Linked DNA regions of Sus scrofa: region 1 is linked to region 2. A link is a contact called in public Hi-C data. All regions are on one chromosome and are shown on one strand. The core of a region is the stretch at or near the end of the contact, and the rest is flanking DNA. Distances in the headings are between cores, read along the strand shown.

What was found. Hi-C and Micro-C count contacts between places; a contact is called where the count stands out from the background.
Region 1: a Hi-C map of liver shows a contact between it and region 2, with 3 times the contacts expected there. The contact joins the enhancer-like site here to the promoter of NRL in region 2. A contact is called at or near these places in 5 of 47 Hi-C or Micro-C datasets (liver and skeletal muscle) and 2 of 2 datasets of contacts at active chromatin or transcription factors (alveolar macrophages and skeletal muscle).

What each region holds. Positions count from the first base shown.
Region 1 is chr7:75,262,963-75,268,301 of Sscrofa11.1, reverse strand. No RefSeq gene overlaps it. Among named protein-coding and RNA genes, the nearest start is that of DHRS4, 10 kb to the right of the region's middle. Within about 2 kb of position 3,406, at least 20 of the 83 cell types and tissues checked have an H3K27ac peak or open chromatin away from gene starts, as enhancers often do. A contact at or near this core is called in liver and skeletal muscle, where this site is marked.
Region 2 is chr7:75,195,239-75,200,579 of Sscrofa11.1, reverse strand. NRL (neural retina-specific leucine zipper protein) reads right to left here and starts at 1,532. Exons shown (of 4, transcript XM_001925854.4): 1 at 1,305-1,532. The coding sequence starts at 1,384. PCK2 (phosphoenolpyruvate carboxykinase 2, mitochondrial) reads left to right here and starts at 2,967. Exons shown (of 10, transcript NM_001161753.1): 1 at 2,967-3,170; 2 at 5,317-5,341. The coding sequence starts at 3,142.

The DNA of each region.
Region 1 (5,339 bases), core at 2,157-4,656, 66 kb before region 2:
GTCTATGAGAACATGTAGCAGAGAGACCTAATCTAGAATAAGAATGAATTTTAGAGTTCCATGGGTGACACTAGAGACCACAAGTCAATGTGTCTTTATGCAAACATAATTCCACCAGCTGTAGTTGCATCACAGCAGGTTTTAAGGCTGCCTTCCTGGATCTGGCAGGGAAGAAAGGAAGGGTCCTTAGCCAAAGAGGGAAGTTAGGGGTTTCAAGCAGAATTCAGTGCACAGAAGTGGCAGAGGAGCAGAGAAGTTATTCTGGCAGCCTGCAGGAGTCCAAGAAAATTAGGCTCTACCTGGTTCAGGCAGGGGAGAAACCAGAATCTTGGAAGAACGTATCGTCCTCCTGGCAACCATCAAAACTCGAGAGTCAAATGTCCAGGCCAAGCCTGACTCAGAGAAAATCCCTTCCCAGAGATTTAAGCTCCAACAGTCCAGTATTTCCCCCCTCACCAACACCACGTGGTGGGGAATGGGGCCAGGCAGGCCAGCTAGCTGCTGGCTCTTTTGACCTAACAGGTTTCTGCTCATGTCTTGATGAGCTCAGGGTGCCCTTATCCCCTCCATCTACCCTGCATCCTGAAGAAGTCCAGATTTACTCAACAGCTTGATTCCTCTTGCCAAATCATAAAACTCTGGATTTATATATCACATGGAATAAGCATACTCGGAGTTCCCGTCGTGGCGCAGTGGTTAACGAATCCGACTAGGAACCATGAGGTCGCGGGTTCGGTCCCTGCCCTTGCTCAGTGGGTTAACGATCCGGCGTTGCCGTGAGCTGTGGTGTAGGTCCCAGACGCGGCTCGGATCCCGCGTTGCTGTGGCTCTGGCGTAGGCCGGTGGCTACAGCTCCGATTCAACCCCTAGCCTGGGAATCTCCATATGCCGCGGGAGCGGCCCAAGAAATAGCAACAACAACAAAAAAGACAAAAGACAAAAAAAAAAAAAAAGCATACTCTCTTCACTTTTGCCCCTTAAATCACTGTTTACTAGATCTGCCCCTTAAATCACTGTTTACCAGATCTAATGTGTGTGTTTTTAGGAGTTCCCATTGTGGCTCAGTGGGTTGAGTTTCCGGCATTGTCACAGCTGTGGCATGGGTTCGATCTCTGGCCTGGGGACTTCTTCATGCTGTGGGCGTGGCCAGATAATTCATTAATTAATTTTTAAAAGTAAAAAAATAAAGCGTAGTTTTTTGTTTGTTTGTCTTTTTAGGGCTGCACCCACGGCATGTGGAAGTTCCCAGGTTACGCATCTAATTGAAGCTGTAGTTGCTGGCCTACACTGCAGCCACAGCAATGCAGGATCTGAGCTGTGTCGGCAAACCTACACCACAGCTCATGGCAATGCCAGATCCTTAACCCACTGAGCAGGGCCAGGGATCCTCATGGATACTATTCCGGTTCATTATTGCTGAGCCACTATGGGAACTCCTACAATGTGGTTTTTAAATGGGGGTTTCCTATTCTATACTATAGGGAAAGTCATTGCTCAAATGCACAGGCATTCTGAGACACCCTGCCTTTCAGGAGCTCCCCAGTGCAGAAGGAGAGAGCGTGGAGTTTGAGGGTCTGCTCCTCCCTCCCAGCTCACTGCCCACTTGAGGTCAATACTAGAACGTGGCAGGTCTAAAAACATTATAACTCCACCTACTACCACCCACAGGCTCCAGCCTCTCCTTCCAACTCCAGTTATTCCTCACCATCAAAACTCAGGACTCAAGAAGTCATTATGGGGAGTTCCCTTCATGACTCAGTAGTTAACGAAAATGACTAGGATCCATGAGGAAGTGGGTTCAATCCCTGGCCTCACTCAGTGGGTTGTTGTGAGCTGTGGTGTAGGTTGCGGGTTCGGCCCCTGCCCTTACTCAGTGGGTTAACGATCCGGCGTTGCCGTGAGCTGTGGTGTAGGTTGCAGACGCGGCTCGGATCCTGCGTTGCTGTGGCTCTGGCATAGGCCAGTGGCTGCAGCTCCGATTGGACCCCTAGCCTGGGAACTTCCATATGCTGCGGGAGCGGCCCAAAGAAATAGCAAAAAGACAAAAAAAAAAGTAAAAAAATAATAATTAATTAATTAATTAATTTAAAAAACACAGAATACTGGTGCACCATGAGCCAGATCTCCCCATATTACCCATCACCAGGCCTCAGAGGAGCCACGCACCCCACCCTGGACGTCAGACAGAGAAGCCCAAATGTAGGAGAAGCTCCTCATGGCTGGAAGTGAGCAGAACTTCCCCTGGAGACAGAGCCCAAAGACCTCTCTTTGCCTAACTTTCCAGGAACAGCAGGTCAGACCGACACTGAGGATGAAACTGAGCTCCCCACTCCCTTTCTCTTCCACCCCTGCTCTGCTCCCAAGAGTCCAAGGTCTCTCCCACCCACCCCCATATGAACACCCCCTTCTTGTTGGACTTCAGAGTCTCACCAGCAGTCCAAGCTTGCTGCTCCCCGTTGGGAATCAGCATGTACTGCTTCCCCCCACCCCGGGGTCTTAGCTCAGCCTCTGGATGAGGGGGGGCCAGCGCTCCTCCATGGTCTCAGAGCCTATGAGATCTCACTGCCCATTTCAGGCTGGGTCCCACTGGGTCCTGAGCCCCCTGTGGCCCTCAGACTGGTCAGCCAGGAACTTGGATCATCAACATTTGGGGTCAGGGGTATCATACTGATATTCCCACACCCCAAACCCACATGAAATTGATGTAGTCTCAAAAGCCAAAGGTTTCAGTTCAGATGGGGAACAGGCCCATCCAGTGAGGAGAAAAAGTGTTGTCTGTGATCTGGACCTCCTGCCCGGAGTAACAACCAGAAAGCAATGGAATGAATACAGAATCAGGTGAGAAGGAATGGGCTGGTGCTGAGGGTCCTTCAACCTGACCTTGAGGCCCCGCCACCCCCCCACCCCCCGATCAGCACACACACACACACACATACCCCGCTGAAGTACATCTTTGGGGGCGACTAGAATATCACATCTACCAGAAAGCCTGGCTCTTCTCCGGAACAGTACTACAGACCCTATGGGTTCTTAATTCGCAGCCATCTTCATCCTAAACTTGGTGAACAGAAGTTACCATCCTTTTTGCTTAATCATTCCATTGGAGTTTCGACATTGTTTTGCTGTTTCCTAACTATGGAACCGATCTTACATTGTGTACCGACAAATAAGGATCTTCAACGGATGCCAGGATGGCAGGGCTCCCAAGGTTTCCTGGGAAAATGAGGGTGTTTCCCTCTCCTCTGTACTACCTTCCAGAACTCCCCTCCTGTGTACTTTGGGAATTTTCCTCTCTGCCTTCCGCTCCCGGCCTCCAATCGATTCTGGCAGCCAGGCCTGCCCCAGGATCCACGCAGATCTGGCCGAAAGAGACTCGCCTGACCTCTCACCTAGGTCTCATTGGTTGTAGTGAGTGGGTGATGTGTTCTCTTCCCTTCCTTTAACTGCACATCTCTGGGAGTCAGTGCAGAGCCATGCTAAGCACTCCCCTCTCCCCGTCTAAGCCAAGCCTAGGGCCAGAGTTCTGGGATGACTACCCTGCCATGCAGTCAGGATGCCATCTGGCTCTGCTACAAGGCGAATGTGGTCTTCCAACTACTGCTAATCTGCAAAAAATTGATAATCAACCACCATGACCTTTAAACCACATTTATCAACCTTAGCAAAGGGAAATCTGGACTTTGAAAGCTGTTTGGCAGACTTGACTGCCTAAAGAAGTTCAAAGAACAGCCTAGCCAATTGTGTCAAAGTTGATGGCACTCTCTAGACCCCATGACTAATACATTTTTATTCAGTATATTTTAAGTTGCTGTGCTCAAGCAGGCAATAAGACCTAAAATCTGATCTGCAGTTCTCATTCTGGGGCGGCCAGGAAACTTTCTAGCTCAGTGAACCATACACAAATAGAGAAACAGTTCCATGTGGAATAGGACAGTGGCTTTCAATCTGTTTAGCTCCATAGTAAGAAATGCAGATTAAATGGCAACCCACTACACAGAGACAGACGTACAGACACACACACGCACGCGCGCTCACACACACACACACACAGAGCCTGACACATAACTGAAACAAAAGTTTCTTGAAACAATACTGCCTTAGAAGAAGATGCATATGAAAGAAATTTATTTGGAAATATTTCCAGGGAAAAGAGTTAGAAGAAGAGGGGAGTTGGGCCAGGAAGGGGGCGAACAGGGGTGCACTATTCAAGCCGAATCACACGGAGGGTAATTTTGACTCACTCCCACAGAGGGCTTGGGGGGCACTGTGAGTCACACCTCAAAGTCACCTCCATGAGAGGGCAATAGAGCTGGAGTGTGTATATCCCCGTCCCCAAGAGTCATGGCCAAGAGCTGCAGAGGGAAGGAAGGGACACAAATTCTGAGGCCTCTCTTGATCTCCCGCACCTTCCAACAACATGCTGGGGCTGGGAGGAAAGAACTGGCCCTGGAATTCAGGTGCGCACAGAGGTGAGGGAATCCCAGGTGATGTGGGCGGAGAAGGGGCAGCACCTGTTATAAACATCGTAGCCATGAGGGATTGACTGTGATGTTTTCTATTCTGGTTTGGAACTGTTTCTTTAACTTGTTGGCCATGGATTAGAATCTCAGGGCAGGCACTCATGAGCTGTTATTTAACCTACTTGAGGTTTTTCCCTCATTCCTAAAATGGGAATAATAATATCAATTTTGCTCATTGTGGTGAATAAATGTACCCTCAAAATGCCTGGGAAAAGTAATACAAAAATTTCTGTATGCTCTTGACTGTAGTCAAGCTGTGCATGCATAAAAGCAAAGTGGGGAGTTCCCGTTGCGGCTCAGCAGGTTAAGAACCTGACATAGAGTCCTGAGAATTCAGGTTTGATCCCTGGCCTCCCTGAGTGGGTTAAAGATCTGGCGTTGCTATAAGCTGTGGCATTGTATGTCGCAGATGCAGCTCGGATCCCGCTAACATTTTCCTGTAGTTATTTAATGTGTGTGTGTGTGTGTGTGTGTGTGTGTGTGTGCGCGTGTGTGTTAAAATCTTTGGGCCACGGAGTTCCCGTCTTGGCGCAGTGGTTAACAAATCCGACTAGGAACCATGAGGTTGCAGGTTCGATCCCTGCCCTTGCTCAGTGGGTTAGGGATCCAGTGTTGCCATGAGCCGTGGCGTAGGTTGCAGACGCAGCTCAGATCCTGTGTTGCTGTGGCTGTGGCATAGGCCAGCGGCTACAGCTCCGATTGGACCCCTAGCCTGGGAACCTCCATATGCCGCAGGAGCAGCCCTAGAAAAAGGCAGAAAGACAATAAATAAATTAATTAATTAAATTAAATTAAATTAAATCTTTGAGCCATCTGATA
Region 2 (5,341 bases), core at 283-2,782:
GCAGGGGCCAGATCCTACAGAGCCTTGTAGGCCAAGTTTAGTGTGTGGGCTCTACCCCAAGAGCTGTGAGAAGCTACTAAATATTTTTCAGCAGGGATGTGGAATGATCAGATTGAGTTAGAAAAGATCACTTTGGGAGTTCCCGTTGTTGCTCAGCACTAATGAACCTGACTAGTATCCATGAGGATGAGAGTTCAATCCCTGGCCTCTCTCAGCAGGTTAAGGAACTGGCATTGCTGTGAGCTGTGGTGTAGGTCACAGACACTGCTCAGATCTGGCATGGCTGTGGCTGTGGCTGGCAGATGCCACTCTGATTTGACCCCTAGCCTGGGAACTTCCATATGCCATGGGTGTGGCCCTAAAAAGACAAAAGAAAGAAAGGATGAAAGGAAGGAGACGAAAGGATGGAAGGAAGAAGGAGAAGGAAAGAAGGAGGGAGGGAGAAGGAAGGAAGGAAGGAGAGGGGAGGGAGGAAGAAGAAGGGAGGGAGGAAGGAGAGGAAGGAAGGTCACTTTGGATCTAGTGTGGAAGAAGGTCAAAATGGAATCAGAGTCAAATTAGGGGGTTAATGCAGTATACAAGTTGAGAAGGGGGAATATCTTTAGTCGGAAACAAACTCCGAGATGGAAACTTGCATATAGGTGGTTTGTTGGGGGGCAAGGGGGAGAGTTAAAGTCAGTGAGAGAATCAGGACTGGATAAAGAGAAGAGTTGAGCACTACAACTAAACAGAGGCTCCTCCGGCTGACCCCACAGGAGCTCCAGAGCTGGGATGGACCTTCAGAGTGCCCCAAATTGAGGCCAGGGGGCCAGGCCTTTGGACCTCTGCATCAACCAGACATTGAATCCAAGATGCCCCAGGAAAGAGGGACTGCATTTGGCAAGACAGCTCCCTTCAGCCAAAGGGAGTGCTCAGGGAAATGCTCAGCCGTGAGCCAAGAGCAGCCAACACTCAGCAGCTGGGACGAGCATCTGATCCTGAAGGTGGATCTGGGCAGCACTCCACAGCATCCACAGCATCCACAGCATCCACAGCAGAGGGTCTGCGAGCAGGCCAAGGCCAAGGCCCAGAGGGCCCTGGGGAAGAGAAAATGCAGACCAAGGCAAGACTGGTCACACCCTGCCCCCTGGTGGTGTGCTGCAGGATCACAGACGAGATGATGACCTTCAGTAGAATGACAATGATGCCACCAATATGCACATTTTTAGGCCCAGAGGGTGACTAAAGAGGCAGCCGTTTGCAGTGGAGGAGGTACAGACAGAGTTTGGATATAGGGACTGAAGGGAAGTGTCCCAAATACTTACACATGAGGTCGAGTGCCTGGGTGGAAAAGATGAAGACCAGCAGCAAGCCCAAGGCTGGCAGCCAGCTCTTCTCGTCCCATTATGTTCCAGCAGAGAACTCTAAAAAGTCTGAGAATCAGGATTGTTTCTGCTGTAAATGGCAAAAAGCCACTTAAAATTAGCTTGAGGAAGAGAAATTTATGGAGTTCCCTGGTAGCCTAGGGGTTAAGGATTAGGCATTATCACTGCTGTGGCATTGGGTTCAATCCCTTGCCCTGGAACTTCTGCATGCTGCAGGCACAGCCAAAAAAAAAAAAAAAAAAAAAAAAAAAAAGGTGAGGGCGGGGAGAGGGAGGGAGAGAGAAGAAAAAATTTATTGGCTCCTAAACCTGGAATCAGGAATTTCATGATCTCCATCCCTTTGCCTGCTTCCTCTAGGCTTCCTTCCTTCTCAGGCAGGTTTCTGCTTTGCAGGGCCAAGCTGACATCCAGCAGCATCAGGCTTTGGTTCCACCAGCCCAGCAACCCCAGCAGAAAGAGAGCTCATTTTGAAAGCGGACAGAAGAAGCCCCAGAGAGGGACCTAATGCCCATCCGTGAACATTCCCAATGGCTGTGGCCAGAGCTCAGAACACATGAATTGGCCAAGCTGAGAGCTCACCCCCAAGAGACCCCCATGACCACACAGGCCCAGGAGGTGGTCCCCCAAAGGAACATCAAGATGTTATTATCAGAAAGGGAGAGTGGATGCTGGGCAGATGCTTACCATTGCCACGTTGAATTTGAGGTGCTATGGCATTTAGGGTCTCAAGTTGAAGAGAGATGTCTGGATGGAGACATAACTTGAGAAATCACCAGAGGGAGTTCTGGTCGTGTCGCAGTGGAAACAAATCTGACTAGGAACGATGAGGTTGCAGGTTCGATCCCTGGCCTCTCTCAGTGAGTCAAAGATTCAGCGTTGTCATGAGCTGTGGTGTAGGTCAAAGACGCGGCTCAGATCTGGTGTTGCTGTGGCTGTGTTGTAGGCCGGCAGCTGTAGCTCCAGTTAGACCCCTAGCCTGGGAACTTCCATGTGCTGCAGGTGCAGCTCTAAAAAGACAAAAAGACAAAAAAAAAAAAAAAAAGACGAAAGAAGGAAAAAAGAAATCACCAGAGGACTTCATTGTGGTGGCTGGGTGGGACAGATGCATTATCCAGGGGAATGTGGAGAGAATGACCAGGGCAGAAGCCAATGAAGAGATTCCAAGGTGGAGAGATACCACCACTTCATGGTTGGGCAGAAAGGAGCCCTAATCATGGGGAGAAGGAACAAAGATGTGGGAGTTGGGGACTGAGGAAACCTTAACGTTAGGGCCCTGGGCAACAGAAGAATCTGGGCTCCCAGTGCCCAGGCCCGAGGAAGAAGGGGGAATGGTAATGCCCAGCCCCCAGCTTTTAGACTTCCAACCCCCCATGGGTTCTGGCCTCTGGTATCGCCCCTTGTTCCTAGTTTACTCGCCACCCAATGTCTCCCTGTCGCTATCTCTCGGGAGCAAGAGTCCTCAAAGTTACATCATGTGCAGGGGGCGGGACTTCGGGGGAGAGGACCCAATTCTCCAATGGGAGACAAGGGTTTGGGGGCTAGGATGCAGGAGGTGGGGCTGTGGCTGGGAGGACCTGGGGCTAGAGCCCCGGGCGGAGAAAGGGTCGCGTTGGCCTGGGCAGGGTCCCGCCCCTGCGCCCGCCCCGCTCGTTTTTAAGCACCTCCCGCCCAGTCTGTGCTCCTGCTCACTGCGCCCGCGCTCGCCTCCTTCCCCGCCTTCCACATTTCCCCGGCTCTTCGGTTTTCGCGGCCACCCCGCAGCCGTCGCCCAGGTGCCATGGCCGCTATGTACCGCCCCGGCCTGCGGTGAGTGACCCCCCGGCCCCCCAGTCCGGGGCCGACCCGCACCTTCCGCTGCGCTCGCCCCCTCGGGGCTGCCAGTTGTGCTCATCTGCTCACCCGCCGCGTCTGGTTTCCCGTCCCCGGAGGAGGCGGGCAGGGGGCAAGTGTGTCTGGATTCCCGGCCTCTCGGGGTCGTGTGTCTCGCTGGAGATCGCGGCAACCTGAACCGCTCTGGGTCGCTCCTCGGTTTCCGTCGCCTCCTCCCTCTAGTCCCTGGCCACACCGTCTCTATCTGCCCCTCTCAGAACTTCCTTTCCCCTCCTCACTGGGCCGTCTCCGTGTCTCCTCCTTTGCTTTACAGATGTAACTCTTGTGCCCCGGGTTGGGCGAGGAGCACTAGGGCACTGGGGACAAGGGTGCATGAGCCCCTGGGGATTGAGCTCCCTGAGAAAGGTAGAAGGTAAACAGCCACTCCCCCCCCCCCACCCCCGTACTGGATCCTGGCCGACTGGAACCTGGCGGAAAGCCCAGCAGCCAGAGGGACCTGGGGGGCGCCAGGGCCCCTGGGTGGAGGAGGGGGCCAAGTTGCTTTCATTCTTACAGGGCTGGCTTCCTGCCCTGCCCAGGATGAGCCCCTAGGCCCCACTTGCCTGCCCTCTCCCCCTTTTCACAGCTTCCTGTCTTTCCCTCCCTTCTCAGTTTAGTCCCAGGGTCTGAGCAGACCCCCTCTCCCTCCCACAGCTGGTTCCACTTGGCCAACCCTTGTGGGTGGTCTCTGGAGCAGAGGAAGAGGAGAAGGTCCCCCTCAGGGGACTGGAGGAGAGTGGGGGAGCCAGCCTCCCCCTGGAGGGAGGTTTTCCCCAACACTGTGCCTTTAGAATTAAGGCTCTGGGAGAACTTCTCTCTGAGGTGGAGGAGACTCAGGTCCCAGGAGCCTTGCTCGTCTGGCCCTGGGGCCACATTGAGATTCCACGCTGCCCTGCTCAATGGAGGCCACCCCAGCTCCCACATCCATGGTCTGAGGCTCACTCCCTCTGAATTGGAGCATCCTGCAGTCTGATGTTCTACCCCGTCACCACCATCCAAAGCTCTCTAGGCATGTGTTCTCCAGCAGAGAGCCAAGGGAGCAACAAGGTCATGTGATCCTGGGCGTGTGGGGCACAGTGTCTGGTGGGCGAGGCCCTGGCATCAGAGGAGGGCAACTTCCCTCTCTTGGCCTTTGCTCTCTGGGTCACTCGTCCCTGGGTCCAGGCCAATCAGAGCACACATTACTTTTCCCTCTCCTAGGGGGTGTGAAGGAATAGACTACAGGGACCCTGGAAATTGGGGCATGGACCCCAGCTAGTGACATTCCCCAACAGTCAGTCTTCCACACAGTTCAAATGGCAACATTGTATGCAATCTTTGTTGGCCCAGATGGGCACCTGCAGATCTAATGCTTGGAACCCCAACATGGGGTCATCCACACTCTAGGAAACCTGGGACTCCACTGTGTCAAAGTCCAGGTCCTCTGCTTGAGGCTTTCACAGTCTTACAGCAGGCACATTGGAAGAAAAGAATAAAAACAGCTGACTTTTGGAGTTCTCTTGTAGTGCAGCAGGTTAAGGATCTGGCGTTGTCACTGCAGCAGCTTGGGTCACTGCTGTGGCACGAGTTCGATCCCTGGCCTGGGAACTTCCACATGCCATGGGCATGGCCAAAAAAAAAAAAAAAAAAAAAAAAAGACAGCTGCCTTTTTAACTTATAAAAACTATACTTGAAAATGAAAAGAACAGACTTGAAAGCTTCAAACACCAGACACATGAAGCTGTCACCTGGGCACAATTTATTGACGTTTGAGCCATAGAAACCTGCTCATTTCCAAGCACTGGCCAGACATAGTAAAACCTGGGCATGGGCTAAGCCTACAGTATCTTCAGCTTGTCTATACATGCACTTCCACACAGCCAGCCATGTGCCTTTATGCTCATTTTGTGACACCTGTCCCTTGCTAAGCAGGAGACACCCTCACTCAACCTCATAAAGGCCATCCCCCCCACCTATTCTGACCTCTTAATGGTGCCAGCACCCAGGCCTTTAGCACACCCCCAGCAGCCCAGCTGTCTGTCCCCTTGACTTGCCCATCTTCCATGAGAACACCTGGCCCATTACCTCTCTGTTTCTTCTACAGGCTTAGCTGGCATGGGCTGAGCTCC